Regions from separate parts of the Mus musculus genome. Here region 1 is linked to region 2. Evidence: chromatin contacts called from public Hi-C data. All regions are on one chromosome and are shown on one strand. Each heading gives the region's core, a stretch centred on a gene start, on an enhancer-like site or on the middle of the called end of the contact. The rest is flanking DNA. Distances are from core to core; before and after follow the strand shown.

What was found. Hi-C and Micro-C count contacts between places; a contact is called where the count stands out from the background.
Region 1: a contact with region 2 is called in a Hi-C map of epidermal suprabasal cells, with 3 times the contacts expected there. The contact joins two enhancer-like sites. A contact is called at or near these places in 1 of 15 datasets of contacts at CTCF or cohesin (pro-B cells), 11 of 484 Hi-C or Micro-C datasets (the C2C12 cell line, CD8 T cells, bone marrow-derived macrophages and 7 more) and 4 of 115 datasets of contacts at active chromatin or transcription factors (bone marrow-derived dendritic cells, embryonic stem cells and large pre-B cells).

The regions. Positions count from the first base shown.
Region 1 is chr1:191,800,620-191,806,423 of GRCm38.p6, reverse strand. No RefSeq gene overlaps it. Among named protein-coding and RNA genes, the nearest start is that of Nek2, 18 kb to the left of the region's middle. Within about 2 kb of position 4,168, at least 105 of the 459 cell types and tissues checked have an H3K27ac peak or open chromatin away from gene starts, as enhancers often do. A contact at or near this core is called in epidermal suprabasal cells, where this site is marked.
Region 2 is chr1:191,690,064-191,695,871 of GRCm38.p6, reverse strand. No RefSeq gene overlaps it. Among named protein-coding and RNA genes, the nearest start is that of Lpgat1, 25 kb to the left of the region's middle. Within about 2 kb of position 2,416, at least 13 of the 459 cell types and tissues checked have an H3K27ac peak or open chromatin away from gene starts, as enhancers often do. A contact at or near this core is called in epidermal suprabasal cells, where this site is marked.

The DNA of each region.
Region 1 (5,804 bases), core at 2,919-5,418, 110 kb before region 2:
TTTCTTCGCCAGCCTGAGGGACCACATCCTTGGGAGGTCTCCCCAGATCCTCCCCTTTCTGCCTTCCAACATGTCTCCCTCCTAGATATAAAAGTCTAACTGACAGAAAAAGATGTATTGGAGCCCCGACCCCAGGACCTCAGCACATGACCATCATGCACTCAGAACAGGATGCCCACAGTCAGTGTATTCAGCCAGATAAGGTCATTGGTGGGCTTTTACCCAATGGCTGTTGCCTTTCAGAAAGGGTCACACACAGGGAGAAGGAACACACAGGAAGACAGACCACAATGCAGCCACAGGCCAGGTATGTTCGTTATTTCTGTGCTGTCAAAAGGTACCCAACAAAAGTGACTTTACCTCTGGCGGGGCTTATCTGGCTCACAGTTGGAGAGTACAGTCCATCATGGTGGGGGGCAGGGCATGACAGCAGGGGTGAGCAGCTGTCCTGTAGCATCTGCAGTCAGGAACCACAGAGAGATGCATGCTGGAGTTCAGCTCATCTCCTCCTTTTGTTCAGCCCAGGACCTCTCCCCATGAAATGCTGCCGTCCACATTTAGGCTGAGTCTTCCCACCTCGATTAACCCCGTCTAGAAACACTCTCGGGCATGCCTGGAAGTTTGTCTTCTGAGTAATTCAAGATTCTGCCAAGCTGGTGGTCAATATTTACCATCACCCCCAGAGATGTCCAGCAGGGCACCACAGTCTCAGGAGAGGTCTAGGATTCTCCCACACTGCCCTCATCGACCCTGCCTGCCCTGAGCCTCTGACTTCTGTCATGTGAGCCACCCACCCACCCACACCTGCTGTTAGAGGAAAGGTAGCAAAGTGGATGAGCCGAGGTTGGGATCCACAGGCCACAGCTTTTACCTGCTCAAGGGAGCTGGGTTTGGGAAGGCAGAGAAGGCAGGTGGGGTTTCTTAGGAACCACCAGCAAGTTACCCCAGCTTCAGTCAACCAACCTCCTTCATCTTATCTCACTCAGTTGTCCTCTATCTCTCCTGGCCCTCCTCCTGGTCCTCCTGGTCTTCCTCTTTTCTTCCTCTTCCTCCCCCTCTTCTTCTATTTTAGTTCTTTAAGACAGGCTCTTTCTGTGTAGTCCTGGCTGTCCTAGAACTCACTCTGTAGACCAGGCTGTCCTGGAACTCAGGGATCCACTTGCCCCAGCCTCCCGAATCCTGGGATGAAAACTACATGTCATCGAGCCCAGCTTCTCATCTCTTCTTTATCTGCTCAGCCCTCTGTCCATTCCTTTCCCTGTCCCCGTCCCAAGTGTCAGCCACCATTCTAGATGTCAGGCACATAGTGGGGGACTGAAATAAGAGAGTCTTGTCTTCAGGGGTGAGAAGAAAGGCCATCCAGTCGCCAAACATAGCTGAAACCAGAGTAAGAACTACGAGGTGATATGAGCTGTCTGTGGGTTTTATTTCCTGCTTAGCCCTGACCCCAGTGTGCTTGAAGGCTGTGCCCCAATGGGGCCAGCTTGGCTCAAGTTAGGTCTAGAGTGACCATACGTGCTGTTAAGTGTGTTGTCCTGGAAGCTGTTTATGGAGTGTGACTGTGGGTGCTGATGTCTGTCCCCTCTGGAGGGCTCCCTGGCTGCAGGGGCTTGATTTCTCGGATTAAGACCGAGAAATGAACACAGCAGAGGAATGTGAGAGACCCAGGCTATCTGCTGGAGGTCTGGAGCCCCCTGTGCTGTAAGGTAGAATCCTCAGGGCCTGAGCCCTGGAGCAGCAGCCATGTGAGGGAGCTGTACTGGCTGGTTTGTGTGTCAACTTGACACAAGCTGGAGTTGTCACAGAGAAAGGATCCTCCTTTGAGGAAATGACTCCATGAGATCCAGCTGTGGGGCATTTTCTCAATTAGTGATCAAGGAGAAAGAGGGCCCATTGTGGCTAGTAGTCTTGGGTTCCATAAGAAAGCAAGCTGAGCATGCCAGGGGAGGCAAGCCAGTAAGGAACATCCCTCCATGGCCTCTGAATCAGCTCCTGTTTCCTGACCTGCTTGAGTTCCAGTCCTGACTTCCTTTGGTGATGAACAGCAATGTGGAAGTGTAAGCTGAATAAACCCTTTCCTCCCTAACTGGCTTCTTGGTCATGATGTTTGTGCAGGAATAGAAACCCTGACTAAGACAGGAGCTTTTAAGAATTTCAGGCTCTGACTATATCCAGACCTACCGACCTCTTCCGCCTGGCCAGTTGCTATACACCTTCTTGGGCATGGGGATGACCCTGCAGACTGGTGACACTATCAGACAAAAGCACAGCTCGGGGAATGTTTGAGAATTAGCCTCTGGCTTACTGACACTTGGTTTTCTTTACTAAAGGGTTAAAGATAGTCCCCATCTCAGGACTGACTTTTAAAACTGTGGAGATGACATTTGGTAATGCATGTCCGGTGCTGGGGCCCTGGAGCGAGAACCGCAAACATTGGCCAATTACAGTTTTATTATTTATTGTAACAGCGACCCTCCCCGTCTACAGCATCGGACACTTCCGAGATCAAATCTTTTGGGTAAATGGTGAGGTTATGATGCTACCTGGCTCTTGGCCTTCTGGGTGTGAGGGTTAATGGGACAAAGGTTGTCAGGAATCTGGATCTCAACTTGGTCTAGGAGCGGCAGCCTGTAAGTCAAGTTGCACAGGCAATCGGTCCCCAGACACCAGGCAGTATATCATTGTCCTGGGTGATCTGAACAAGGAAGGGCGTGAATAGGTAAGGCTAGAGATGAGGTACTCTGAGGGTGACATGATAAGGAGGTGTCTGTGGAAGAGAGGACCCATGTTTTTCCAAAGCAGAGTTTGCCTCACACCCACCAAGACCTTCCTGTGCTGGAAATAGTGTGACTTGTAACCCGAGTGCTTCCTGTTACCTCACGGAATGTGATGTGACCTGAATGAAGCTTCTGCCACTGCTGTGGACAACTGCCCAAGCGGGTCAGACAGGCCAAAGGAGATTTGCAAACCCAATGAGCTCATTTCTAGAACTTTCGTGTTCTGACCAACTCCCCTGCCAGTAACTTTTAAGGGATGATAATGCAGGGACCTTCCCCTGTCATTCAGACTTCTAGGAGGTGGCTGTACGTCATTCTGCAGCCTCCAGTCTTCTACAGCAGGCCCAGGCACAACCTTCACAGAAAGCAGTTTCCTCACCTCCTTCCAAGAATTCCCCGGGGCAAAGATGGCTGAGTCACTGGCCAGGTCAGACTCAAGCTCTTCCAAAGGGAAGAAAACAAGCCAGGGTGGGGACCTTGCATTCTAGGATGAGACCCTGGGAGGAAGGGACCTAGAGGTTTTCCCTAAGTCCTGAGATTATGTGCATCCCCAGTGCACTTGCCTGGCTGGGTTTAGACAGGCTCCCTGTGCAGTGGGCTCCAGGCTGCCAGCATATGGGAGTGCTCATCTGAGATTCCCACTAGGGCTTCCTACGTGACTGAGAAAGCATTCCAGTGAGCTATGTGCCAAGCAGAGGGGAGGGAAAGCTTTCGTTCTTTCGGGAACACACTCATTTAGCTACAAATGCTCCCTGGTTCTCCTGACTCCGTTGTCTGGATTCTTGAAAGCCACCTAAGGTTCTAAGAAGAAGGGAGACTTCTTGATTAATAGTCTGGACTATATCTTGAAGAGATGTGGTGTGAACTGTGATTTGAAGAGGAAATCCACCCCCACCCCCACCCCCAGTTATAGCTCTGACTCATGGGAAGTTGAGGGTGTCAGTGATGTGTCAGCCTCTCCGTGCACTCAGATCTAGAAATACCTGCTACACCTGTTTGGAAGAGGGTCAGATGTCGCTTGGGAACAGGTGTCCCTCCCTGCCCACTTTGCTCCTGAGAGAGCCTCACAGACAGAATTGACCCTGTTGCTCCACCTTATCCAAGCTTCTGACTCCTTGAGCACATCCTAGTCTCTTAGCCCCAGGCTTCTGGACTCCAGCCTCCCCTCCCCCACTGCAGCTTCCTCTACCTTTCTTCCTTCCCACAAGCATCCCCAGCACGAATCCCTCTCTCCTACATAAAGCCTGTCAAACAGCCGCCATGCTGACCCCCTGTGGGATGTCGTGAAGGACTAGTGGTCTCTACAGCTACTTAACTTCTTAGCAGAGCCATTGAACAGTCCCTGGTTAACCTCGGGACCGATTCCAGGATTGCCACACCAAGCCCTGAATTGCTCCCATAAAATAAATTAGCATTGTATTTGCATATTACCTACCTACTTCCTCCTGCATATATTAGCGTTCTCTAGGCAACTTACAATGCCTGTGCAGTGTAAGCCTACATTACCATTCCGAGGGCAATCCTAAGAAAGAGTTCAGGAGTAACCATAGCACATATTGAAAGATCCTGACAGAATGTAAAAGGACACAGAAGCCCTGAAATTGGCAAGATAGATGTCAGTGTTAGCAGAACTAGCTTCACAGATTTAGAAAAATAGAGGTGCACAATGCTCTGGCCACTCCTTGAACCTGTGTGTCTGCCAATGTTTTGACCGTTCCTTGACCCATGTGTGTGCCCACGGATGAAGCCCATTGCCAGGTGTTTGTGATATTGGTTGCTGGGAAAGAGTCAGAAAATCTCCCCGGCCAATCCTGAGTTGCTACACCTGCATCAGACTCTTTCCTTGTACCCCTCCCATACCCATTTCTTGAGAATAGACATTGTTTAGATCTGGAAATCCCCTACTCTCCCCCTCTCCTTCCCCCCCCCCCGAGGGCCTAAAAAACTGGGACCTCTTTCCCCTCGAGGTCGACTCCTCTACCCCTGCGTGGGATATGAGTCGTCCCCCAGAGCTCTGGCTCCCCCCCCCCCAATAAAGCCTCATGTGGTTTGCAACAAGCTCGGTCTCTCGTGAGTTCTTGGGTGTCCGCTATTGTCCTGAGGCCTGAGTGAGGGGCTCCTTTCGGAGTCTGTCAATAGCAATGCATAACACGTAAAAGAGAGTTTCTGTCCAGGGTTGGCTGAACCTTTGGGTTGGGAGGGCCCATTACACCAGAGCAGTGTTCCCACCGCCTGGGCTTCAGTCTGCTCTCACTTATTCTAGGTGTTTGAGGATTTAAAATAAATAAATAAATAAATAAATAAATATTTTAAAATCTCTTTTATGTTTGGTTGGTTCTAGGCGATCTCATAGAAAGTTTTTTTTTTGTTTTTTTGTTTTGTTTTGTTTTGTTTTGTTTTGTTTGGAAAGGGTTACAACTATGTAGCCCAGGCTGGCCTTGAATTCACAATCCTCTTGCCTTCTAAGAGTTAGGATTACAGGTATGTTGCATTTTTGAGGTACAAAGACCATCCACTATGCTGTATGAGTCCCTGTTTCCTGTCTATAGATGTCTTGCCAAAAGGAAATCCTCAGAAATGTTGATATATACTCCAAAAGGCAAAAACCTCAAGGAATTACGTAAAACAAGCCAGTCACAAAAGGGTAAATGAGGGATTTGGCTAAATTGTTAGAGCATTTGTCAAATACACACAGAGACTGGGTTCGGTCCCCAGCACTCCTTACAACAAATGTGGTGGAACTAGCCTCTGATACTAACACTCAAGAGGTATAGGAGCAGGAGTTCCAGGTTCAACAAGCCAGGGTGGGGACCGTGCATTCTAGGATGAGACCCTGGGAGGAAGGGACCTAGAGGTTTTCCCTAAGTCCTAGCTATATAGCAAGTTCAAGGCCAGCTTGGGATATACAAAAAAACCCTGGCTAAGAAAGAAAGCAACGACAGATAAATATAACACTTGGATCATAGGAGGTATGTAGACTTCCCACATTCATGGAAATGTGCCAGAGTGGTGACCTGTAGAGCAGAG
Region 2 (5,808 bases), core at 1,167-3,666:
GATGCTGTAAAAGGAGCGTAGAGTTCTATATCCAGATCTGAAGGCAGCAGGAAGTGAATGTCATACTAGACCTGACTTGAGCATTTGAGACCTCAAACCCCATCTCCTCGTAGCACACTTCCTTCACCTACTCCAGCAAAGCCACACCTCCTAATAATGGCACTCCCTATGGTCAAGCAGTCAAATGCATAAGTTCATATGGCCTTACATTCATCAGCTGTTCAAACCACCACTCTGCCCAACTTCCTCCTTCCTTAATATGTAGATCAAGGTGGATTTTATAAACTAAGCAGCATAGCAGTTTATGATAACCAAAGCCAATTGTATCAACATATGGTTTCCTAGAGAGGCCTAAGGCCAAGAGTTTGGCCCTAGAGTCAGACAGCCTTGGATTTCTGTCCTCTTTCTATCCTTTGCTAACTATGAACTGGCTGTTTCTATCATCTTTCTGTGCCCTATTTCCTCATCTGTAAGAAGTATAAAATTATAGAAATAATTATGAGAATTGAATAAATTAATATCATTGACTATAAGATGCATTTTAACTAGTCATGGTAGATTTCAAAGTAACTACTTGATTAAGAAAATATATTAGCCCCTAAAATAAAATGGAAGCGTAGGCTGAAATCCATGCCAACTGGTTTTCAAACAAAACAGTTGCCAGGTACATATGTTTACTGAAAGGTCCCCGACTTTTCTCCAGGTTTTTGTTATTCTGTGTATTGATCCCAGGGCCTTGTGCATGCTAGCCAAGTACTCCACCACTGGATGACCTACCCCTAGGCTCTTCCCATAGAATTTCTTATTCAATAGTGAGTGACAGATCCTCTGAGTCCATGTCATTAGCAAATACAGTTCTCCTGTGTTCTGGTGCAGGTGACCCATGGCACCTAAAAACCAACTTTTAATTCTTTTTTTTTTTTTTTTTTTTTTCCGAAACAGGGTTTCTCTGTATAGCCCTGGCTGTCCTGGAGCTCACTCTGTACACCAGGCTGGCCTCGAACTCAGAAATCCCCCTGCCTCTGCCTCCCGAGTGCTGGGATTAAAGGCTTGTGCCATTTTCTTTAGAAAATTCTTTATTTCTAGAAAAATGCAAAAGGAGTAAAAAGTAGGGCTGTTAATCATTACTTTATCAGTCCCTTTTTTTTGTCTCAATGTTTTTTTTAATACAATTTGAGAATATGTTGCACATATCTTAAAAACTTCAGTGTTTCCTAAGAATAACAATAATGTCTCTAAATAAGTACTGTTAAGTTATTCAGAAAATTTAACATTAATACAGTGCTTTTATCTCATGCATAATGCATAGTCATCAGTTGATACAATAATGCCTTTTGTAGCACCTCTCTTCCCAATTTGAGATCCAGTCTAGAGACACACATTATCTTTAGAGTGACATCCTTTTTTTAAATTTTTAATTCTGGAACTGTGCATTAGCCTATCTTTGTTCCTTTTGTGACATTGACATTTCTTTTAAATGAATACAGGCTAGTTCTTTTATAGACCATTCCTCAGTGCAGGTTTGGCTGATGTCTTGTGGTTAGATTTTTGGTTATGTGTTTTTGGCTAGGATCCTATATAAATAGTGTACACTTTTCAGATACCATCTCTGTAGGCACGGCACCCTCTTGCTTCTTAGTGCTGAGATTGACCACACTTTAGGAAATACTTGACTACTTTGAGAACTATTGGAATAGACACTTTCTAACCCATGGGCCTCAGAATTCTTGGGAATTGTCTGGGTTGTGTGTTAGTCTGTGAGGATACTTATTACCCTCCTGCTGCTTCAGAAGGTGATTGATTGCCCATTAGCCACAGCTACTGTGATATTCATATCTCCTGTATGCAGTTGCTACCTTCACCCATGTCATCCTTAGTAACTCTAGACCCTGGTTTTTAATCTGTGAAATATATCATGTAACATAAATCCAGCCCTGCTGTCAATGGTATTTTGAAATTAGCAGAGACAAGGTAATTTGCTTCTTGCCACATTTTTACAGGGTACAGCTTCCTCTGACGTGGCTGTTTGTAACAGCTTATCAGTTTTGTCCATGAACTGTAATTGGTTTACTTTATTATTTACATTGCCATGAAAAGTGTCTAGCAACTTTCCTGATTACTTCCTACGTGACAGAGTATACCGTTCTCTCATTATTCATTCATCTTACCATCCACTGAATTCCAGCTTATTGCCGGTCCCTATGCTATGCATAATCTCTTAACAGCTGGAGAAGACTCTGTTTGCACCATCCTATAGACAAGTAAACAGAATTAAATGTCTTTCTTGACACCAAACAACGAACATTTCGTCACCCTGGGACCTAACTCAGTTCTTGATTAACTAGAAATGATTCTGCCTGGATGCCATCATGCTGGGAGGGTAAGTGGAGAGTGACATTCCTCAATTTCAACATACTGGCTTAGAGCACCTGGCAGCACTCCAGTGCAGCTCGAGGGCAAAGGAAAGCTCAACCTTACAGAATGGCTGGGAAACTTCAATGTTGAAATAATTATTAATAAATCACCACGGCAGCTTCACTACCTGTCTCAGTGGTTTATGCTGCCCAATGAAAGACACACATATTTGAATATGCCTTAAACAGCACAGTAGCTGGAGCACTGCCTGACCTCCACTGCTGATAGAATCTACCTCCCGCCGATAATTCCAAGTTACTACTTATTAAATTCCTTGTTCTATCTTGGCTGCTCTACACCCAGTTGGGCAGCCCTCTGGGCCCCGCTCTCCCGGCTCCATCACATGGCGGCTATGCCTCTCTGTCCTGTGCTCTTCACAGACATCTCTCCTCTCCTCCACTCTCCCCGCATGGTGGATCTCTTCCTTCTTCTCCTCTCAGTCCCATGCCTGGGAAATCCTAAAACCCACCTCTGTCCGACCTCCCCAGCTATTGGTTGGTGGCGTCTTTATTTCCCAATTGGAACCAACTGAGGGCAGGTTCCCAGAAGCAACCTGCAGACATTCCTGTAAGCAGGTTTTTTTGGAGAACATAATTAGCATTTGTCATACAAGCAGCTGCACTTCAAGAACTTTCTCTTTCAGCCCTTCAGGAGAAAACCCAAAATAATTTCACAATAGATTTCTTTGAAATCGCTGAAAATGAAGATACAATCATTACATTTCCTCTTCCATGTCTCACTCTTCTGTCCTTGGGCTATTTTCATGGTTTTATACTCAGAATTGTTCCATGCCTGATTGCTGTCATCCTGGGGTTTGAGATGACGCAGGATGTTGTGATATAATCTCCAAGAGTCACGTGTGTAGCTTCCATTCTATCTTTACAAAACGTTTGAAAAGGCCTTTAGCGATATTAGAGCAGCAGGCTGCAGGTGAGGCTTACATTTGCACTTTAAGGAATCCCCTTACAGTTTTCCAGAGTGGCTACATTAATTTACATTTTCAACAGCAATGAATGAGGATTCCTTCATTCAAACCACCATGCTACCGTGCCCAGTTCCTAAACTTAATATGTAAGAGTACGTATTTAAAATATGTGTGTTGGGGTGATCTTTTTGTGCCCTATGTAAAGATTGTCTTTGTATTACTCAAATGCTGATTCCTGTGCCAGCAGAGAGTTGCACACCTGGACTTTGATATTTTTATTCATATGGATATGTTATATCTTGTAAACATCCCTCTAACACCTCTTGATAGTTTTAATAAAGAGCTGAACAGCCAATAACTGAAGGATGAGAAGAAAGGTAGGACTTCCAAGAAGAGATAGAAACTATGAGAAAAAAAAAACAAAAACACATGGGAGATTGATCAGTTAGACATAGAGGCAAGAGATTCACAAGCCAGACATGGAAGATGAAGCAAATGCCAGTATTCAGGAGGTAACTAGTCACATGGTAGAACATAGACTAGTACAAATGTGTTAATTTAATGTATAAGAGCTAGTTATGAACAAGCCCAAGCAAAGGCCTTAAGCATTCATAATTAATAAGAGGTCTCCATATCATTATTTGAGAGCTAGCAGACCAAGGAAGTCACATTATAATTTGCACCCATTGTATGGAATAATCCAAATTTAAAGCCTGAAAAACGAGCCAGGTAGAAAGCAGGGTAAACGTTTCCCTAGCATCCATACACTGCTCTGAACTTGGTGGGAGAATAGGTCCTATAAGATCTGAAAAGCCTTACGTCCGGGATGTCCCACTCACAGAGACGCAAAGACAGAGATCCATGCAAAATGCAAGAGGTTTATTGATCCAGCATGCTGGGGTCGTCCTGAAATCGGGATGGAAGTGACCCCAAGTAGCTAAAGCACACATCTTTAATACATTTTTTAGAGCAGTTCTCAGTCACAGTTTAGGGCTGGCAGTTTATCATTGGCTAACCTTTAACTGCATTAAGGGGGCAGACTTAAGGACCAGAGACATTGGATAGGCTTTTCTAAACAATCAGAGGACTATCTCTTAGCAGGTAAACTTAAGGACCGGAGGCAAATTCTGGGAAAAGAACATCTTGACATTTACTTAACTTTTTACAACAGTGGTTATTTTGAGCTACCACAAATCTTACAGTCTCAGTGTATAGAAGCCATGGTTTCTTCCAAACACAGCACTGTGTGTGAGCTAACAGTGCCTTTAGTAGAACCAAAGTTATGCTTATCCCCGACTAGCTTACAAATAAATTAGACTCAGATTATGGTTATTTTATTTGCCTTTTACAGTTACTGGGGGATAACCCCTAATCAACTTTTCTAACTGCTGGCCTGGCTCCCTCCACAGCCATGTACCCCAGATACTTGCTGTTTCTCCTGGCCGTGCTCATAATACTTCTCTTCTCATGGCACCTTCTCCTTTCTCTTCCTCATACTCTCTCTTTTCCCCCACTCAACCAGGTAATTCAAAGACCCACCTCCCTCTAGACTCCCCAGGAATAGACTGTAGCCATTTTTACTTAACCAACAGTTTTAAATTAAGGAACAAGGTTTGCACAACAAAAACTGGTAAACGGAGAATTCAGTCCAATAAATACATAGCAACAGCCCAAACTCCAACAATTCCCTGGTTTTGTCTAAATAAAAAGGTTCTTTCACCTTTAATCCCAGCACTTGGGAGGCAGAGGCAGGCAGATTTCTGAGTTGAGGCCAGCCTGGTCAACAGAGTGAGTTCCAAGACAGCCAGGGCTACATAGAAAAACCCTGTCTTGAAACCCCCCCTCCCCTCCAAAAGAGGTTCTCTCAGTTATAATATTAAACATCATACAGTAGAAACAAATATGAATAACTGTGAAAACTATTAGGTAAGTGTTGTGTCCAGCCAACAGATCACAACATGGGTTCTAGCCTGGAAAGGTATTTTGGAAACCTGGAAGAGAAGAGGGGCTAGGCGGCGAGATAAAGAAATGTAGCTAAGACAGTCATTCTGATCAAATCTCAATTTTATTGTTCTGCACGCAATTATAAAGCAGGGGAAAGGGGCCCGATTCCCGCCAATTAATCTTGGAATCCAATAGCAGGGTGACCACGTGCACGGCTCCGAACAGCAAAGCAGCAGGTTCCAGCAGTGGGCATGGCAGAATGATTGAGTGGGAAGCTCCACCCCTGAGCAAGCAAGTTTCAGGCTGGGGGAGGGGAGACTACAGGTAAGAGTTACATTTAAAAAGTCTAGTCTGTTAGTATTTGTCAACTCAGGAGGAAGTATTCTATTATCTATCCTATCCTGGTGAGTTCAGAGTTTTGTATCTAAATCAATTTCTATCCTAACTTGCATTATCAACCTGAAAACATCTTCTTAGACCTAGAAAATCTTCTTAAATCATAAATTTATAATCCTTAAGCTTAT